2 separate regions of the Capra hircus genome follow, and region 1 is linked to region 2. A link is a contact called in public Hi-C data. All regions are on one chromosome and are shown on one strand. The core of a region is the stretch at or near the end of the contact, and the rest is flanking DNA. Distances in the headings are between cores, read along the strand shown. Region 1 holds the start of LOC102181181 (cytochrome c oxidase subunit 6A2, mitochondrial). Region 2 holds the start of LOC100861338 (apoptosis-associated speck-like protein containing a CARD).

Evidence for each region. A called contact is a pair of places that touch in the nucleus more often than the background predicts.
Region 1: a Hi-C map of blood shows a contact between it and region 2, with 3 times the contacts expected there. The contact joins the promoter of LOC102181181 here to the promoter of LOC100861338 in region 2. A contact is called at or near these places in 3 of 5 Hi-C or Micro-C datasets (all in blood).

Annotation. Positions count from the first base shown.
Region 1 is chr25:27,354,006-27,357,968 of ARS1.2, reverse strand. It overlaps LOC102181181 (cytochrome c oxidase subunit 6A2, mitochondrial), which reads left to right and starts at 2,361. Exons shown (of 3, transcript XM_005697738.3): 1 at 2,361-2,513; 2 at 2,661-2,797; 3 at 2,894-3,022. The coding sequence starts at 2,441. The coding sequence ends at 2,977.
Region 2 is chr25:27,158,200-27,161,894 of ARS1.2, reverse strand. LOC100861338 (apoptosis-associated speck-like protein containing a CARD) reads left to right here and starts at 2,384. Exons shown (of 3, transcript XM_005697733.3): 1 at 2,384-2,767; 2 at 2,992-3,048; 3 at 3,386-3,695. The coding sequence starts at 2,491. The coding sequence ends at 3,642.

The DNA of each region.
Region 1 (3,963 bases), core at 1,112-3,611, 200 kb before region 2:
ATTGTTTTGGCTGCGCTGGGTCTTCAGAGTGGTGCTCGGGCTTTCTCTAGTTGCAGTGCTCAGGGGCTTCTCTAGTTGTGAGGTGTGGGCTTAGTTGCCCTACAGCATGCAGGATCTTAGTTCTCCAACCAGGGATCGAACCCATGTCCCCTGCATTGGAAGGCAGATTCTTGACCACTCGACCACCAGGGAAGTCCCCAACCTTTTTGTTCTACTCAGGGAGGATTTCTCAAGTCCATCCTTTCCTTGCTGTTGCCAGTACTACTACCTTACATGCCTATTGTTGTCATCACCTGCCCGGATTATTGCAGAAGACTCCTCATCAGCCTCCCCTGCCTCTAGTCCTTGCGTTCTGGTTCATCATCTGTATAATCCACCAATGATAGTGCTCCCTTAAACCCCAGGCTCCAACATCAAATCTGATGTCACTCCCCTGCTTCAAAGCATCTGTGTCCTAAGCCCCACCCCCAGCGTGGCCTGCACAAGAGTCAAATGCTCCAGCACGAACATCAGAGATCCTCACCCTAGCTCTGCCCCATCTCTGCAGCTTTGCTGGCTATGGCTTTTCATGCTTTTGTACTTATTTTATTTCTGACTTCCCAGAATGCCCTTCCCCCTTTTCTATCACCTGAAGTCCTAATTATATGAGCCCCAGCTCCACTGAAAATTTTCCCAAACTCTCCTATCGCAGATGTGGCGTCTGCTTCAGCGGCATTAGGGATCATCACGACATCAGGTCACTTGTGTGACTCCCCCAGAGTCTCTGGCCTAGTGTGTGACACAGTAGGAGCTCAATAAATATTAACTGAATCAAGGAATCACTTCTGGTTGCTCAGGTTTTTTAATGCTAAGACTCAGGTTCTTTCTCTCTTTTTCACTGGCTGCACTGGGTCTTAGTTGTGGCAGGCAGGATCTGTTTAACTGTGGCACATGAACTCTCAGTTGTGGCAAATCAAACCTGTAGAATGTAGAATCCAGCTCCCCAATCGGGGCTCAAACTCAAGCCCCCTGCATTGGAAGCTCACAGTCTTAGCCACTGGACCACCAGATAAGTCCCCAAACTCAGATTCTTTTATCCTTGTCTTCTTTCCAATGTGGACACACTTGGGCAAGTTAACCAAAGTGACCAAGGAAGTGACCACACCCAATTTAAGTCTTCCCAGTGGCTTTGCCGGCCAGTCAATGAGATCGTGGTTATTTCTATAGCAATAACATAGAAAAGCAACTAAACAATGCTTTTTATTTGGGTCCAGTGCCTTTCCCCCACACATCAGTGTTTAGTTGCTCAGTCGTGTCTGACTCTTAGTGACCCTGTGGACTGTAGCCCACCAGGCTCCTCTGTCCATGGATTTTTTTCAGGCAAGAATACTGGAGTGGATTGCCATTTCCTCCTCCAGGGGATATTCCCAACCCAGGGATCAAACCCACGTCTCCTGTGTCTTCTGCACTGCAGGCAAGTTCTTTACTCACTGGGCCATCCAGGAAGCCCAGAATCTGTAGTAATGAGATTATCACAAATTGCCAGGATGGTCTCATCAGTTTCTGCAATAGGTGTACTTGAGCATGTGCACCACAAGAGGGCGACAACAGCAGAGGATGCTAGCAGCCCTTGGGCCATTGGCCAAGCACCAGACAGAAGAGCTCTTAGTGGGATCGTCCAGGGTGAGACTACGGGATGGGAATCCCCAGGGAATTGTTTGGTGATGACCAGCAAAACTCTGAGGGGAGAGAGAGGAACCTAGGACCTTTTCGGGTAAAAATACTCCATTTTTGTTTTTACCAAGAGCCATAATCTTGAGTAGGGAGGAGGTTTAAGATTTGGACTGCCTGTAGACAAAGAAATCAAGTAATTGTAACTGAAATAAGGCCCTGTCTTCTCAGTAGCAATTCCAAAGTCCGATTGGGAAAAAGCAACTGTAGGAAGAATTCCATTATAGCTCAGTGAGGGCCCCAGAATAATTTAGCAATACTATATATAACATTCAACTGTTCAACAAGTTACTAAAACTTCCTCTGTTACTTTACTTAAACTTCACTGAGATCATTTAAGGTACAAATTATTATACAGTATACACCTGAAAAAACCCTGAGATTCAAAAGGACACTTCATTCATTCTACAAATATTTATTAAAGGCCTACTGTGTGCCAATCACGGGGTCTAGAGTATTGAGCAAAATTACTTCCCTCCAACTAAGAAAAGCATGGCTTATTGTACTTTAAATGTCCCCTTACCAAAATAAGAGGCACAGTAGAGCAAGCTGCCTGGAGAGAAAGACCTCTTGCCAGTCAGGCCTCACTTTAAATATAGAAACCCCCAAAAATAGCCACCCATGCAAGGGACTCAACAGGTGATTGGCAGGAACAGAGGGGAGGGGAACCGAGGCCTCACTGAAGGAGAAGGAAAGGACAGTGCCCTTGTCCCCAGCTTCTGCCACCGACATGGCTTTGCCTCTGAAGTCCTTGAGTCGGGGCTTGGCCAGTGCGGCCAAGGGAGAGCATGGCGGGACAGGAGGTGAGTCCAGCTGGGGCCTGACCCTGTGGCTTCCTGCCCTTGTCCCTCGGTTCCCCCCCAACCCCCTGCCCCTGGGGCCTTCCAGGGTCCTGGCGACCCCCCTATCTCTCTCTCACCCCTGCCTTCCTCCCCCACCCTCCGCTGCAGCCCGCACCTGGCGCTTCCTGACTTTCGCGCTGGCGCTCCCGAGCGTGGCCCTCTGCACCCTCAACTCCTGGCTCCACTCGGGCCACCGCGAGCGCCCGGCGTTCATCCCCTACCATCACCTCCGCATCCGCACCAAGGTACACCGACCCCTTGCGGACGCGAGCGAGCGGGTGAGTCAGGGGATGGGGGACCCCCAAACTGACATCTCGCTCCCCTTCCCTCTCTCTCCGCAGCCCTTCTCCTGGGGAGACGGCAACCACACTTTTTTCCACAATCCCCGGGTCAACCCTCTGCCCACGGGCTATGAAAAGCCTTGAGGCTTGGCTGATGCCCCCAGACACAATAAAATTGTGGAAGCTGTGTGTCCGCGGCTCCTTGGGGACCACGGGGCGGGGCCGGTTCGAGCTGGGCGCATGCGCACAGTGCAGCGGGTGCTCCACGTGCTCTTCCGGAGATCCTGACTCCCCAGGGACTCGCGAGAGCATCCTTGATGGACAGGTAGGAGATAGCCCCTCCCCTTTCACCTATTCATGGTTAGGGCTCTAGGTTGTAAAAGGCTTTCACATACACTGATTTCTCATGATAACCCTGGGAGCAAGGCATAATTTCGGTTCTCTCTTCTCCAGAGGAGGAATTTGAGATGCTCAGAGATTAAATGACTGAAATTCAGGCGGCTCACAGAGGCCCGGTGGGAACTCAGGGCTGCAGGCCCTGAAGTACCACAGGTTGCCTGACACGCCCTGAGGGCCTCTCTGAGTTCCCGCTGTGTGGAGACAACAGTGATTTCAAACACTGTCTACAGCCCTATGTGAGAGGCTTCTTGAGCTAATTCCGGATTTGGAATATTTCAGTCATGCTCTACACCATCGTTCACTGGTCTTCTGTATTATTTGGGGGAAGTTAGATGCTCCCTTTCTGGAAGTCTGATTCTCCTAGCTTCTGGGGACCCCGTTCAAGGGTTCAAGCTCTGGATATTTCATTCACCTTCTAGGACAGTCAGCTCACTTGTCATTATCAGGGAGCCTGAGCGGAAACCCATGACCAACACACACACACACACACACACACACACACACACACAGAACTACTTTTGGCCTCCTCTCCTAACACTGCTTACAGTGCACTTATGCTCACAGGTCCCAGTCAACTGAGAGAGTAAGAAACATCTCTACCCACGAACAGCCCCACCCTTCTAAAACAGCGCTGCTGCTGCTGCTAAGTCACTTCAGTCGTGTCTGACTCTGTGTGACCCCATAGACGGCAGCACACCAGGCTCCCCCTCCCTGGGATTCTCCAGGCAAGA
Region 2 (3,695 bases), core at 1,135-3,634:
CACAACGTGTTGCACATAAACACAGCCTCAGTCATTTCTTCATTCAGCAAATCTTCACTGAGCATCTGCTGTCTCAGGCACTCTTTTTTAAAGTCAAACTCTATTTTATTTTTAATTTGTATTTGGTTGTGCTGGGTGTTTGTTGCTGCTTGTGGGCTTTCTCTAGTCGTGGCAAGCAGGGGCTATTCTCTGGTGGCTGTGCATGGGCTTCTGCTTGAGGTGGCTTCTCTTGTTGCAGAGCACGGGCTCGAGAGCACATGGGCTAGCTGCCCTGCAGCATGTGGAATCTTCCCAGACCAGGGATGGAACTGTGTCCCCTGAATTGGCAAGTAGATTCACCACAGGACCACCAGGAAGTCCTCCTAGGCACTCTGTTGATGCTGGAGATTCATCAGTGAACCAGGCAAGGTCCCTGACCTCCTAGAACTCATGTTTTAGTGGGGAGATGGGTACCCACTAAGTGAATAAATGTCTAATAATGTCAGGATCACAGCACTAGAAGGAATGGCAATCGTTACAACCCAGCTGAGAGGGGGGAAATGTAGGATTCCTATACCCGCCTAGGAAAGAGAGCCAGGATTAAAACTGAAGACTGTATGGCTTCAAGCCCACAGCAGTGAAAGCGTTGAGTCCTAACCCCTGGACTGCCAGAATATTCCTGAAACTGCCTCTTTCTAAAGAGCTTATGTGGAAGGTAGGGCTTCCCTTGTGGCTCTGCTAGTAAAGAATCCACCTGCAATGCAGAAGACCTGGGTTCGATCCCTGGTTTGGGAAGATCCCCTGGAGAGGGGAACGGCTCCTCACTCCAATATTCTGGCCTGGAGAATTCCATGGACTGTATAGTCCATGGGGGTCACAAAGAGTCGGACACAACTGAGCGACTTCACTTTCACTATGTGGAAGGTACACCTTTAGTTACTGGTATCTCCCTTGAGTCATGAGGCCTATTCACTCATTATTGATCCCACAAAAAACTTATTGAGCTCCTTTAGGCCCAGCACTGCTCTGGATGCTGCAGATTATAACAATGAACTGGGCAAGCATATTTACAGCCTGTCAGGGAAGACTGATGCTAAACAAATGCACAGAGCTAGTTGCAATTTACAGTCACAATTGTTACGAGAGCTACAAATAAGTAGCAGGTGTTTTGAATTGGAGAGAGTCTGAACTTGGTCTCCAGAGAAAGTAACATTTCCCTGAAGACCTAAAATCTTGAGAGCTTGTTAGACAAAGAATGAGGGAAGAGAGTTCCAGGTGAAGGGAATAGCATGTGCCAAGGCTTGGAGAAGCAAAGGACCCTGGCACATTTGCGGAACTGAAAGGACAGTGCAGCTGGAACTCAGAGACGGAATGGGGGCAGGATGTGGTGCAAGACAAGGCTGGTGTGGTCCACAGGGGCAGAGCAGCAGGGCCCCCCCAGCCACGTGAAAGGCAAGTGAAGGCTTCCAGCCTCGGCCTGGCCTCCAGCATCAACCCACGCCACCTTGCATGTACTCTTCTGGGTCAAGCCTCCTGACCCCAGAATGACTCTCTACCCATGACTTTCCCCTCAGCAAAGAATTTTCTCAACCATTACAAGTGTGTCTTGTGATCAATTTCCAAGAAATTCAGTTCCTGGGGGAACAAATCCTGGCTCTTCCAGGAGGTATTTGGCAAGGTTTCAGGCACCATCAGGTTTCCCTGGTGGCTCAGATGGTAAAGAATATCCTTGCAATGCGGGAGACCTGAATTCTCTCCCTGGGTCAGGAAGATCCCCTGGAAAAGGGAATGGCTGACGTGTGGACTACAGTCCATGGGGTCGCAAAGAGTCGGACACAAATGAGCAACTAACACGCTTTTTTCAGGTTCCATCAGGTAACCCATGTTATGTTGGAATATTTACAGAGTGGACAAAGGCATGTTGTCATCCCCATTTTGTACATCAGGAAACTGAGGCTCAAAGAGAGAAAACACACATAGTTACCTCTACCCTCTTTTTGACACCTCATTTCTCCCCAGTTTGTGGAATTTGGGAAGCTACCTGGTTCTGGCTGTTAGGGTTCTGATTCTATGACATGTGAGAGGGGATGCTAAGATTTAGGGAAACATGGAGATTTCAGGGCTCTAAAATTCCATGAGTCCGAAGCCCTGATGCTCCAGTAAATCAGGTTCCTGATTTAGCTAGCTAGTCCAAGCCTAGAGAAGCAGGCACCACCCATGAGCCCTTTTCCACTGGTCTGGGTCACTCCTCAGAGATCAGCCAAAGAATGAGATCTGGGCCCCACTCAGAGATCAGCCAAAGGATGAGATCTGGGCGCCCCCCGATGGCCAGGAGGGGACGGGAAGGCGCAGGAGAGTAGTTAAGTCTTACACCCGAGGGCAACGTTCTGGGGCAGAGACAGGAATTGAGAGAAGGCGGGGAGTTTCTGGTCCCGCCCCAGAGGAGGCTTTCCAAACGGCAGACACCCGGAGTGAGCGGAAGTGGCGGCTGCGGCGGAGGACCCCGGAGACATGGGGTGCACACGCGATGCCATCCTGGATGCTCTGGAGAACCTGACCGCGGACGAGTTCAAAAAGTTCAAGATGAAACTGCTTTCAGTGCCGCTGCGGGAAGGCTATGGACGCATCCCCCGGGGGACCCTGATGCCCCTGGACGCCGTGGACCTTACCGACAAGCTCGTCAGTTACTATCTGGAGGCATACGGTGCCGAGCTCACGGCGCTCGTGCTTCGCGACATGGGCATGCAGGAGGTAGCGGAGCAGCTGCAGGAGACCATGATGAGCAAGGGTGAGTGCGCCCCCGCCACACTCCTAGGTCCAGGCCAGTCTCCCTCCCTTCATCTGCACCCTCCCAGCCCCAACGTTTGCCTCTCCAGGCACTTTCTCTTCCTGTTCCTCCTACCCCTTCATAAAAGCTTCTGCTGGGGAGGCTTCCTGCACTGGGTACTGACCTTGGCTTCCAGACCGAGACTTCAGAAAGACTTGGAGACACCATTGAACATTTTCTTACAGGCGCTAGAAACGTGCCAGCCGAGGTCAAGGCCCCTCTCCAGAAGATAGCCAAGCCAGGTAAGGCCTTCAATCTCTGACCTCACCTACCTGGACACCTCACCAGCCCCGCCCCACCGCACCCCTGCACAGCCTAAATCTGTTGTCAAGGCCAAGAGCATTCAGGGCGTGCAAAGTTGGGCCAACTCTTCCCACTCACCTACCCACACTCCTGGGGCCACATCTGGCTGAAAAGGAGGTAAAGTTAAGCGCATCCCACTCTATGTAGGTCCTGTTGAGCCCTGCCCCTTAGGTTTGCATTCAGGGCAACCTGAGGGAAAAGTGTTCAAGAGGGATAGACAGGCTCCAGTGCCCACCCTGGGTGCCAGCTCCGCCCCTCTCCTCCCTCTCGCCCCAGGACTGCACTTTGTGGAACAGCATCGGGCGGCTCTCATCGCACGGGTCACAGTCGTTGATGAGGTGCTGGATGCCCTGTATGGGAAGGTCCTGACAGAGGACCAGTACCAGGCAGTGCGGGCAGAGCGCACTAGTTCGGATAAGATGAGGAAGCTCTTCAGCTTTGTTCCAGCCTGGAACATGACCTGCAAGGATCTGCTCCTCCAGGCGCTGAGGGAGACCCAGCCCTACCTGGTGGACGACCTGGAGCAGAGCTGAAGCACCTTCTCCAGCAATGGCTCCCACATACCACCCCTGGCTGTTCCAGCCAA